Regions from separate parts of the Muntiacus reevesi genome. Here region 1 is linked to region 2. A link is a contact called in public Hi-C data. All regions are on one chromosome and are shown on one strand. Each heading gives the region's core, a stretch centred on a gene start, on an enhancer-like site or on the middle of the called end of the contact. The rest is flanking DNA. Distances are from core to core; before and after follow the strand shown.

Region 1 (5,243 bases), core at 2,311-4,810, 180 kb before region 2:
TGGGCATGACAAAGCACTCCAGTATTCTTACTTGGAGAATTCCCGTTGACAGAGGAGCCTGGTGGGTTACAGTCCATGGGGGTTCCAAAGAGTTGGACATGACTGAGCAACTAAGCTGCTTATCAGTAGTTTAAAGCTAAATGAGAAGCTAAATGTCTCTGTCTTATTCACTATTTTCACCTACTACAAGCATGATCTTGGTTTTCTGACCAGGGACTGAACTCAGGCTCCCAGGCAGTGAAAGAATTGAGACCTAACCACTGGACTGCTAGGGAATTTCCGTCAAGTGGTATTGCCAGAGGAAAAAAACAAAAAAAAGTTTCAGAGATGTGTTATTCAAGAGAAACTTTCCTCTTGTTCATAATTTTCCTTTTTGAAAATACCTTTACTGAGATACAATTCACATACCATAAAATTTATCCATTTAAGGTGTACAAGTCAAGGACTTTAGTATATTTAGAGTATACAAACATTACCAAAACCTGAATTCAGAATATTTTTATCACCAGCAAAAGAAAAGCCTATCTCCCCCTTCCCAAACCCACAGGTAACCACCAATCTACTTTCTATTTCTACAGATTTGCTTATTCTGGACACTTCGTATAAATGGAATCATAGTATATGGTCTTTCACGACTGTCTTTTTTCACTTAAACTAAATAATGTTTTCAAGGTTCCTCCACTAAAAACTTTTTTTAAAGCTAAAAATAAAAAATTTCAATCTATAAAAATGCTGAATCACTGTTACACACTCTAAACAAGTAAAATGTAAATCAACTATACCTCCAATTTAAAAAAAGAAAAAATTTCCTTATCCCTATGAAAATTTTTTTCCCTCAAAAAGAAGATAAAAAATAATTTCTAAAGGTTATTTTAAATAATTGACTTAAAAAAAAACATATTTACTTATTTATTTTGGTAGAGCTGCCACATGTGGAATCTTAGTTCCAGAAATCAAGAATTGAACTCAGGCCCCCTAGCAGTGAAAGTACCAAGGCCTAATCACTGGATCACCAAGGAATTTCTATAAAGTGGTATTTTAGGTACAAAAAAAATGCAGTTTAGAGTTAAATGCCTATGTCTACACATTAATGGATGAGTTATTTCCACAGAGTACAGAGTTCCCACAGTGGCACTGTTTTAAAATAGGATTAAATTTATGGGAAACTGAAAAAAGGTGTATCTCTGTTGTCAACTTTTTATTTCTATGAGAGGGAGGGAGATTTTCAGTATAGATCCATCTTAACAACAAGATCATTTTGATAATACAATACACTGTCTTACAAAAGCTACCCCTTAAAATGCAAATTAAGCATAGAAATCAGCAATGACACAAACAACTCAACTCTTTAAATAATCACTATGTCCTGAAATAAAGCCAAGAGCAAAAAGACTAAGAACTGGGTAAAATTCTCGAATTAAAAATAAAAACAAGGGCTGCCCTAGTAGTACAGAGGCTGACTCTGAGTTCCCAATGCAGGGGCCCTGGGTTTGATCCCTGATAGGGAAACTAGATCCCACATGCTGCAACTAAGGCCAGGGCAGCCAAATAAATAACTTAATACATATATAAAAACAAAAACTATATAAGAACTTCAAAATTAAGTAATGATAAGAACATCAGGACTCAAGAAAGTTGTCCTCAAGTGATCATAAACTGTACCTACATTATATTTAATAACAACTAAACTAACAGTAGAGGGGACTTCGTGGTGGTCCACTGGCTAAGACTCCACACCCACAATGATGGGGGCCCTGGTTAGCTCCCTGGTCTGAGAAATCAATTCCACATGTTCATGATGTAACTGAAAGATTGCACATGCCACAACTAAGACCCAGAGGAGCCAAATGAATAGATAAGTAATAAATAAATGTGATTGTTTATAGCAACATTATGCATAACAGCCAAGACAGAAGCAACCTGAAAGTCCACATCAACAGATGAACGGATAAATAAAAGGCGTTAGTCCAAACAACGAAATATTTGGCAACAAAAAGAAATGAAGTACTCATACATGCTCTAACATGAATGAACCTTGCAAACATGCTAAGTGAAAGAACCCAGTCACAACAACCCACATACTGTGTGATTCAATTTTTATGAAACACTGGGAACAGACTAACTTGTAGATTAGTGGTTGGGGAAAGAGGTGTATCATGGGGAAATCGGGAGAAACCTAGTGGGTACTGAGTTTCTTGCCGGTGAACATGTTTTAAAATTTTGGTAATGGTTGCACAACTCCGTGAAAACATTAAACCTACCTAATTACATACTTTAACGGGGTGATTTGTAAAGGTCTGTATACTCTATCAATAAAGCTGTTATTTTTAAAAACTAAAAGGTGGCTATGGAAAAAATGGGTAAAATATTTGTACACTGAACAATTTCCAAAGTAATCTAAATACACGGGGAAAATTCGTTACTATCTTACTGAAACTTTTGGATGATTTCATTACTAAGTCTCTTACTAAACACTTAATAACCAACTGAAACTATGCGACCAACAAGGGAAAATATTAAATATTGCACAGATTTTTTACAACAAAACTACTGCACTCTTACAGCATCTACTAAGATTCAGGACAAAGGCGACAACCTCGAAGTTACAATTTTTCACATCTCCAACTAGATTATACCAGCTGACTACAGACACGCTTCCAAAAGCTTAAATTGATCTTAAAATCAGTTTGGCAATCATTTTATCACTTTTTACTTAACTTCTTTAATGAGTAAACAATGTTAAAAAAAAAAAAGCAAAAGGGGAGAGAATATTGATGGACGTCCCACAATGTTACAAAGCAACGAAAGGATTCGTTCACTCTTTTCACCAAAATCGAGAAAACAGAATGATAAAATCAGTTATTTCCAATATTCGATATTAGGCTCAACGACCCCAATCTTTTTTTTTTTTCCAAGTGAGGGAAACAAGAAAGGTGTGCATGGTCTGAGAGGGAGGAAATAATGGGGGCAATCTGCAGGCGGGATCCCAATCGGGCCCTCGGCCAGTTCTGCCACCGGCACGCCAGCCGGGGCCTGGTGCTGACCAGGGCCCAGCGTCCCAGCCCGAGGAGCTTCGCCGCGGCGGCGCCTGGGGACTCGCTCCGCGCGGAGGTCAAGCCGAGAAGCGCCGCCAGGCTCCCGAGGGCTCCACCCTCCCCTCTTTCACTCCCTCCCCTCGGCGGTCCCCAGAGGGGAACAGGCGGGGCGCTACGCGACGAGACTTGGAGGAGGGGGGGTGGTTTGCGTCCTCAGAGAGAAAAGCTCCGCCGCCCCAGAGTGGCGGCCGCGGGTTATTAATAAACTCCGCTTCTGCCCAGACGCAACTACCGCGGCCGGCCGTAAGATCGGCAAGGCCTGAAGTGGAGGTTGAGCAGCCGGAGCCAGAGCCCGGGCCCAAGCGGCCCCGCGCCGCCGCGCTGAGGGCGGCGGCCGGGCGGAGAATAATGCACACTGGGTAAAAACACATTTATATACGAACCTCCGAGAAAATTTTCCAACAATTCCTTCGTCCGACCACCATGCACCAGGACAGGAAACAGCCGCCCGGCCCCCAAGCCCCGCAACCCGCATAGTAGCTCTGAGGCCCGCCTCCAGCCTCCATTGGGCTGTCATTACGTCACTCACTGGACGCTTCCTGCTTGCCATTGGATCAAATTTAGGCGACGCGAAAGAAGACGGCCTTATCCGCGCCCCCTTACCTGACGTCAGCCTCGCCTGGCCTTACAGTCAGCGGCTGAGTGGCTTACCCAAAGTGCGGAACCAAAGTTCCTGCTTCTGACTGGTTGACAGAACCGCTCATCCCAGCGCGACAACGCCTCGCCGACAAGTGAATTATGCCTATTCTGGGGCCCCAGCAGGAGGCGCCATTTTGTAGCGAGGGAGGGAGGGTGGTCCTTGTGACTAGCCGGGAGGGAGAAGAGTTGAGAGGCGCCATTTTCCCCACAGGGGCTAGGAGGTGGCCTTGGCTCTCTCGGTGGGCTTGCTGGGGCGCGTTCTGGAGATCGGTTGCGCTTTGCTTAGCAATTGCTGAGTGTTGCCCCGTCGGTGGGGTGGGATGCGACGGCTCACAGTTCCCTGGGGGCTGTTGGTGCCAGCTGAGGCCTTTGCTCTTGGATGGAGGTTCTGGTTTTTGAGAGCTGCCGTATCCTTGTCATTGGCTGCCAAGACTACCTTTCCTTTTCCAGTCGTCGGGGTATCATCAATGGTAGGAGGATGAACCTCCTGCCTCAGCGGAAGCTCAGGCGAAGCTCGCCTAGGAGGCGGTGGTCTTGGACTCTGCTGGGAGACATTGCGGATGCTTTGCGCTTTCATGTTGATTAAGTTCAAATTTTGAAGTCGTCTCTAATGGTGTCGGCTAACTTCTTTTTTACTTTCCCTCTTGTGTGTGTCGCGAATTAAAGTAAAAAAGGGTCGGGAAAGCATTGAGTGGGTCTCCTTGTACCTATTATGATTAGATACAAGTTAGTTGTGAAGTTTAGGTAATGTTTCTCGTAGCTCTTAACCCAAACTTTTTTAATCTATTGGAAATACAAGCCTCATTTGAGGAGTATTCAGTATGTATTCATGTGCTTTGGCAACGAAGCTGAGTAAAGATGAGATAAAGTGTGTAGACTCAAGATTTGTTAAATCGGGCGTTCCAAGTGTAGATTTGAGTTACTAAGAATGAAGAGGATTGTCCCGCTGTAACTTAGAGATTTGTGTAATGCTTACAAAAATTGGAGAAAGCTGGATAGTTTGATTTAGTGTCTTTCGGGTGATTATGGACTGGCCTCAGGATAATTAGTGTTTTTATTTATACTTGAGTCTAGTTTGAGATTTTAGCGTAGCCTTGTTTTTGGTAGAGAGTGTGAGGGGCAGACTGACCTAACCAAGGTATAGCTGCCTAATTGGTGCCCCAAAGCCATTGGAAGGAAGACTTTCGAGTGTCGTTTGAATACAGATCTTTAGAAGTTTAAAGTAGTTACTTTTATTCCATTATAAGAATAAAAAATGGGACACATTAGATTGGATTAAGTTGCTTGAAACTGGAGGAATTGGCTCATTCCAAAGTCTTGTTCCCAATGGATAGACTCCTTTTTTCACAGAGTAGAGGGTTCAGATGACAAGTGTTCTAATTTATACTTTCTGTCCCTTCCAGATGTTACATCTATATTTTGTAATCAGAAATGTTATTAAAAGAATCAAAATATTTTTATGGAATTTAGTTATTTATTACTGTCATTAACCTTTAGTCTTTAAAACAC
Region 2 (5,466 bases), core at 9-2,508:
ATAATCTCTAATATTTATTGAGTGCCTTCTACTTTCAGACACTATTCTGATCACTTAACCTGTATGAGCATTCATCTTATGTAATCACAAGAAAGATGACTGCGGGCACCTGGAAACTGCCCAAGGTCACACAGTAAATAATAAAGTCAAGTTTCGAATCTGAGCACTCTGTTTCTAGAGCCTACTAGAAGTAACTACTATGCACATTGCCTTCTTGATTTCTGATCTCCAGTTTTCTGCTTAGATTCTGTGGGAAATCAAATCGGAGGGTCCCAATCCAAGTACCAGGAAGCAAGTTTCTCTCCTGGTCCCCCACTTCTCTCAGGAGAACTCGCTCAGGGATGGAACTAAGAATTGTCAGAAGCAGAAGGGGAGCTCGCAGTGACAGGGGCCTCCGGAGACTCTAGGAGAGAGAAAGGCACAGCCATGTGCAAGAGAAAAGCCATGTGCATGGAGTGGGGGTGAGAGGGCAGGGACTGATCTCAAGCCCAGGATTCAACTCCAGGCTTTGTCTTGCAGAGTTTATGTAACCATGGGGAAAGGCCTCGCTTTTTTCTGAGCCTTAGTTTCCTTATTTATAAGCCAAGGGTAAATACAGAGCGGGCTGATCACCTCTGGCAAAAGAGGAGACATCCCCAGCTCTACTCGAGAGAAAGCCAGCCATGGACGTCAGGGAGCGGTGCTGAAGAAAAGGCTATCTGCGGTTTAGGCCGGTGGGCTTCCTAGAATGAGGATGAGCTGGGCTTCCTAGCTCAATCTTAAGACCTATTTCGGAGACAGAGTCCAGCTAGGGAGATCTTCGGACCTTTAGTGGGAGGCGGGGGTGGGGGCGGAGCATGGGCCAGGGGCCAGGCTCTGAAGGATGCGTCCACTCATCCCGCACCTCCGCTGCCCTTCGTAACGGAGTCGCAGCCCCGGGGGGGTGGCGGATGCAGGCGATCCAGCAGTTGCCTGCCGCGCTGCGGCGACCGCCTGGGAAGCTGCGGCCCGCTAGGCCAGAAGAGCATCACGTCATCCTTTCCGCGAGGAGCCCTCCCCCTCCCCAACGGCGCCTGCGCAGGCGCGGCTGGAGGGAGCCTTGGTGGGGGCTCTCCTCAGCGCTTTTCGCCCTTCTCGGCGCTCGCTCCGGCCGCCGCGCTCTCGGCTGGCAACAGCGGCAGCGAAGCGGAGGGGAAGGAGTCCAGGATGCGGCGCGGGGCGGCCCGGTGCCCCCCTGCCCCGTCACGGCAGCCGCGGCGGCCGCGGGGACCGGGCCAAGGCCGGGGGCGGCGGCCGGAGCCGCGGTAGCGGCGGCGGCGGGAGGGGCGGCTTGAGGGCGGGCGGGAGCCCGGGTGCGGGGGCTCGACGCTCCGCACGGCCCGGCCCGGCTCGGCCCCGGCGCCATGAGCGGCGGCGGCGGCGGCGGAGGGGGCTCGGCGCCCAGTCGCTTCGCCGACTACTTTGTCATCTGCGGGCTGGACACCGAGACCGGGCTGGAGCCGGACGAGCTGTCGGGTGAGTGCGCGCTGAGTCCGGGGCCGCTTCCCCGCGCCCGCGGCCGCCGGGGACCCCGATAAATCCTCCCCCACCCTGGCTTTGTCCCGGGAGGCGGGCGAGGGGCGAGCGCGGGGAACGGGGCGTCGGGCTGAGGAGGGGAAACGGGCAGAGGGGCTCTGAGCCGTAACGGGTCCCAACGGTCCCTGCTTCCCGCTGTGCTTGTGGCCAGGTCCTCTCGGATGAGGAGGGAAGGATTGTGTTCTCAGTTCGGTGAAGGTTGAGTGACTTAGTGTAAAATAAAAGGGAAACTTGTTCTTGAACACCCGTTAGGGAGGGGAAAAGGCATCCCACTCCTGGTGAAAGTAAGTTCCACCCAGACTTTAAAAAAAAAAAGAAAAAGGAAAACAAAAACTTCGTGAGTTTTATTTGGCCTCCTCCCAAGAAACCTGTGATCGCAGTTCCTCAAAACAGTTCTAACCCAGCCCTGGGCTAGGCCCCCTGAGTTGATGGGACGTGAAGTAATAAAGTGAACTTGGGCCACACCAAGGAGGGAGAGAACTCTCTTCGTTCTGGAAAGGGTTCGTAACCCGGGGCCGTACCGTTTTTTTTTTTTTTTTTTTTTTTAATTGAAAATAATTTATGTCCTTTATGAGACCAGCGTCATTGGTGAATAAAAGGGCAGCAGCCTAGTTAGAGAGCCTGGGTTGCGTAGTGATGCTTCTCAAGTCATCTTTCAACGGGAAGTGGTGGGGAAGTGAAGATAAGGCCCAGATCATATCTGGCACTAATTGTCAGAATTGTAAAATCCCGTGAATTCCACTGCACCGGTGTCAGAGTTGTAAAGTCCCCGCGAATTCCACTGCACCGTCATTGGTTTTGGAAAAGTTTTCGTCTGGAGTGTCCAGTTTGCAGGTTTTATGTAGGTGGAGGTTTGTTGTGTCATCCTGCTTTGATGAGAGATATTCCTTTTTACTGTTCTGTCGTGATGTGTTTACTGTAAAGTTTTTCTCCTGAAAGCGAATATCCTGTTGACTAATTTTCCTTTGCTTCAGAGATGACAGGACAAGTTTTGTGTGTCCCCCCCCCCCCAGAAAAATTTCAGTGTTTCTTATGAAAAAAAATTAGATGCATACATCAAAATGGACTGTCTTTTTAAAAAATGATAAACTGATGACCTTTAACAAGGTCAGAGCAAATACACTACTTCCTCAAATTAATAGCAGGTGGAGAAAAAAATCGTGAAGCAGTAATACAATTAATACTTGGTCTGATTAATTCTTGGTCTATTGTTGGGGTAGTTTTAAGTTTTCTTTTTTAGGTCTTTGAATTCCTGTAATCTGATGCTGATTTTTCATTTGTGTTTCCTATTGGTTAAATTTATGACTTTGAGATATAGTTGTTGGAATTCAGTTCATGGTACTGGAGCTGGAAGGACCTCAGAGAAGAAAATGAGCCCAGGAAGGACAATAAATTGCCTCACTTTGATCCAGTGTCCCTCTTGTGCCATAAACTGCATTTCATTGCTTGGCTGGGTTTTTAGAAAACATGTTGACATGTTTTCTACATGTTAACATGTTGACAAAAAGACTTAAAATGACACAGTTCTCCTCAGTAAAAGAAATTTTAAATTGATGAAATAAACCAGTGTTAATTTTATGCTGTGCTTTTGAGTGTCTGTTTGATTTTCAAAAATAAAGAAAATGATTTGCAGATGATAAAGCTTATGAGTGGAACTGGGAATGATTTGATTTGTTAGTGAGAACATGGGTTTTGGGGTTAAACATTCTCACTCTGCTATTGACTGTCTCTGTGACTGGAGGCCAAGTTATATAACTGCTGGGGTCCTCATCTCTAAAAAAGAGAATGTAAATAAAAAGTGTCTTATCAAGTAGACTCTCAAAAGTGCTAATTCTCTTTTAGTGAATATCTGTTAATTATCTGGCTTTTCAGGAAGCTAAAATTATATCCTTGTGAAAGCTTATTGAGATATTAAAGAGGGGGATGAGATGTATAAAATGTGTAAAGAAGGGTATTTTTCTTTTTAAATATGGTTGCAGTAGTGGAATGCCAAGACTGTTTATTCAGTAGGTCGCCTTTGCTAGAATAAGCACTGATTGAAGGATTTCTTTTTTTTCTTCATTTCATTTCTGGTAGGTTGATAGGGGGAATCTGGACCCCAGAGGGAATCTTTAAGGAAAACAAAACAATACGAATAGCTCTATGCTGGTCAGTCTTGAAGCTCTCCAGGGTGCATTTTCTCTCTGCCTTATAGCTCCCAAACTGATGATGTCATAGTAAATGAAACTATAGGAAATTGTGAGTTGCACCCAGATTCCCTAGGGAGGTACTAAGGAGTCTATGTTCTCTTCAAACAAATTAAATTATATACCTCAGATAGATTCTATATTCTTAGTAAGTGAATCCAGAACAAACAGATCAAAGATGCTGTCTTCTTCTGGCTTTATGGAGAAAGTTTAAGATTCCTTCTTTTCTGTTTGCAGCAATAACCGTAGAACTTGCACTGTCGAAAAAACACTTTGATCATTTAATTTTATATGAAGTCTCTCCCTGTCACCTCTTCCTCTTTCTTGTAGACTTAAGCATTTAGGCAAGTTGTGTAGTTACTTGTTGTGCAGGAACTGCAGAAGGTATGAAAATTTATTTTGTCTCTCTTTGAGTTAGTTGAGGAAGTACTTTGGGCGGAAGGAAAGAAAAAGATAATCTGTTGGTGAAGCACAGGTCTAGCCAGCTGGAAGAAATGGTATCTTGCTTGTTTGGGTTTTGAGTTTGTCAAGGAGATAGGCAATTCTGGAAGGAACATTTTTGATTTTGATTTTACAAAGCGTTGACCCATTTTGTTGGCCGTTCTAAGTGGGGAAGCAGATGGTAGTAGATTCCAGTCTCTCTTTCTACCTCTTTGATAGATGGGTTTTCTGGACATCTTCATTTTCGCTTTTTCTTCCTATGGTCACCACCAGGTGACTGCAGCAGAAGGTTTACCTGGACATGGGACTCTTGAGTTAACTTTCTCTATCTCTGTCTGAGAGTTAAGTTTCCGGTATGCTTGTAACCTATTTCTTAGTTTGAAATCTTTACTTTCCTTTTCACTGACCTGCGCCCAGCATTGAGATATAAGTATCCTAGGTTCATGAATCTGCTACTCCAGTTTCTTAGGCTCTGAATAGTGGGTCTTGCCAAGAATTAAAGAGAGGGCTTGGGAACATAGATGGGAATCTAGCCAGTGTCCTGTATGAACCTACTTAGAACACAGTACCCTGAAATCATCTTTTATTTATTTATTTATTTTTGAAATCATCTTTTAATATCATCATTAAAAGAGAAAAAATGACTCACTGTCCAGGAAAGCCAGAGGACTGGTCAGATCTTACTGCCCTTTAACTATATTGGACAGTGAAGTTAGAGCAACAGAATCATGGAATGTCAAACATGGAAGCACCTTTTTTTAAAAAACTATGTATTTATTTGGCTGCATCAGGTCTTAGTTGTGGCATGCAGATCATTGTATCATGGGAGACTTTTGTTGCTGTGCTGTGTGCAGATGCTCTAGTCGTGGCACAGGGCTCAGTAGTAGTGGTGCCTGGGCTTAGTTGCTCCAAGGCATGTGGGGCTTTAGTATTGCATGGTGAGTGCACAACCACTGGACCACCAGGGAAGTCCTTGCAGGCTCTCTTAGAGATTATATAACCTGATTTTTACTGATGAGGAAACTGAGGTCCTGAGAAAGTTGGGGAGTATTTGTCTCACTTGCTACATTTTATCCTTTTTTTCTTCTCTTAGAGTAATGCTTTGTATGCTTTGCAGGAATTTGATGGGTGGTAGGGAGACAGTAAAACGTTTGTTTGGCAGGAGCAGACCTAAGATTGTTTTTTTCTAGGGCAGGTTTCTGTTTCATGTTAAGCAAGGATACTGTGTGTGATTAACAAGAGAGAGATCATATCTTTTTTTTTTTTTTAGTTTTTTTCTTTTGAC

What was found. A called contact is a pair of places that touch in the nucleus more often than the background predicts.
Region 1: a contact with region 2 is called in a Hi-C map of blood, with 2.2 times the contacts expected there. The contact joins the promoter of ZNF143 here to the promoter of DENND5A in region 2. A contact is called at or near these places in 2 of 3 Hi-C or Micro-C datasets (blood and muscle).

Annotation. Positions count from the first base shown.
Region 1 is chr9:49,231,584-49,236,826 of mMunRee1.1, reverse strand. It overlaps ZNF143 (zinc finger protein 143), which reads right to left and starts at 3,560. Exons shown (of 16, transcript XM_065945116.1): 1 at 3,479-3,560.
Region 2 is chr9:49,045,206-49,050,671 of mMunRee1.1, reverse strand. DENND5A (DENN domain containing 5A) reads left to right here and starts at 1,258. Exons shown (of 23, transcript XM_065943755.1): 1 at 1,258-1,494. The coding sequence starts at 1,383.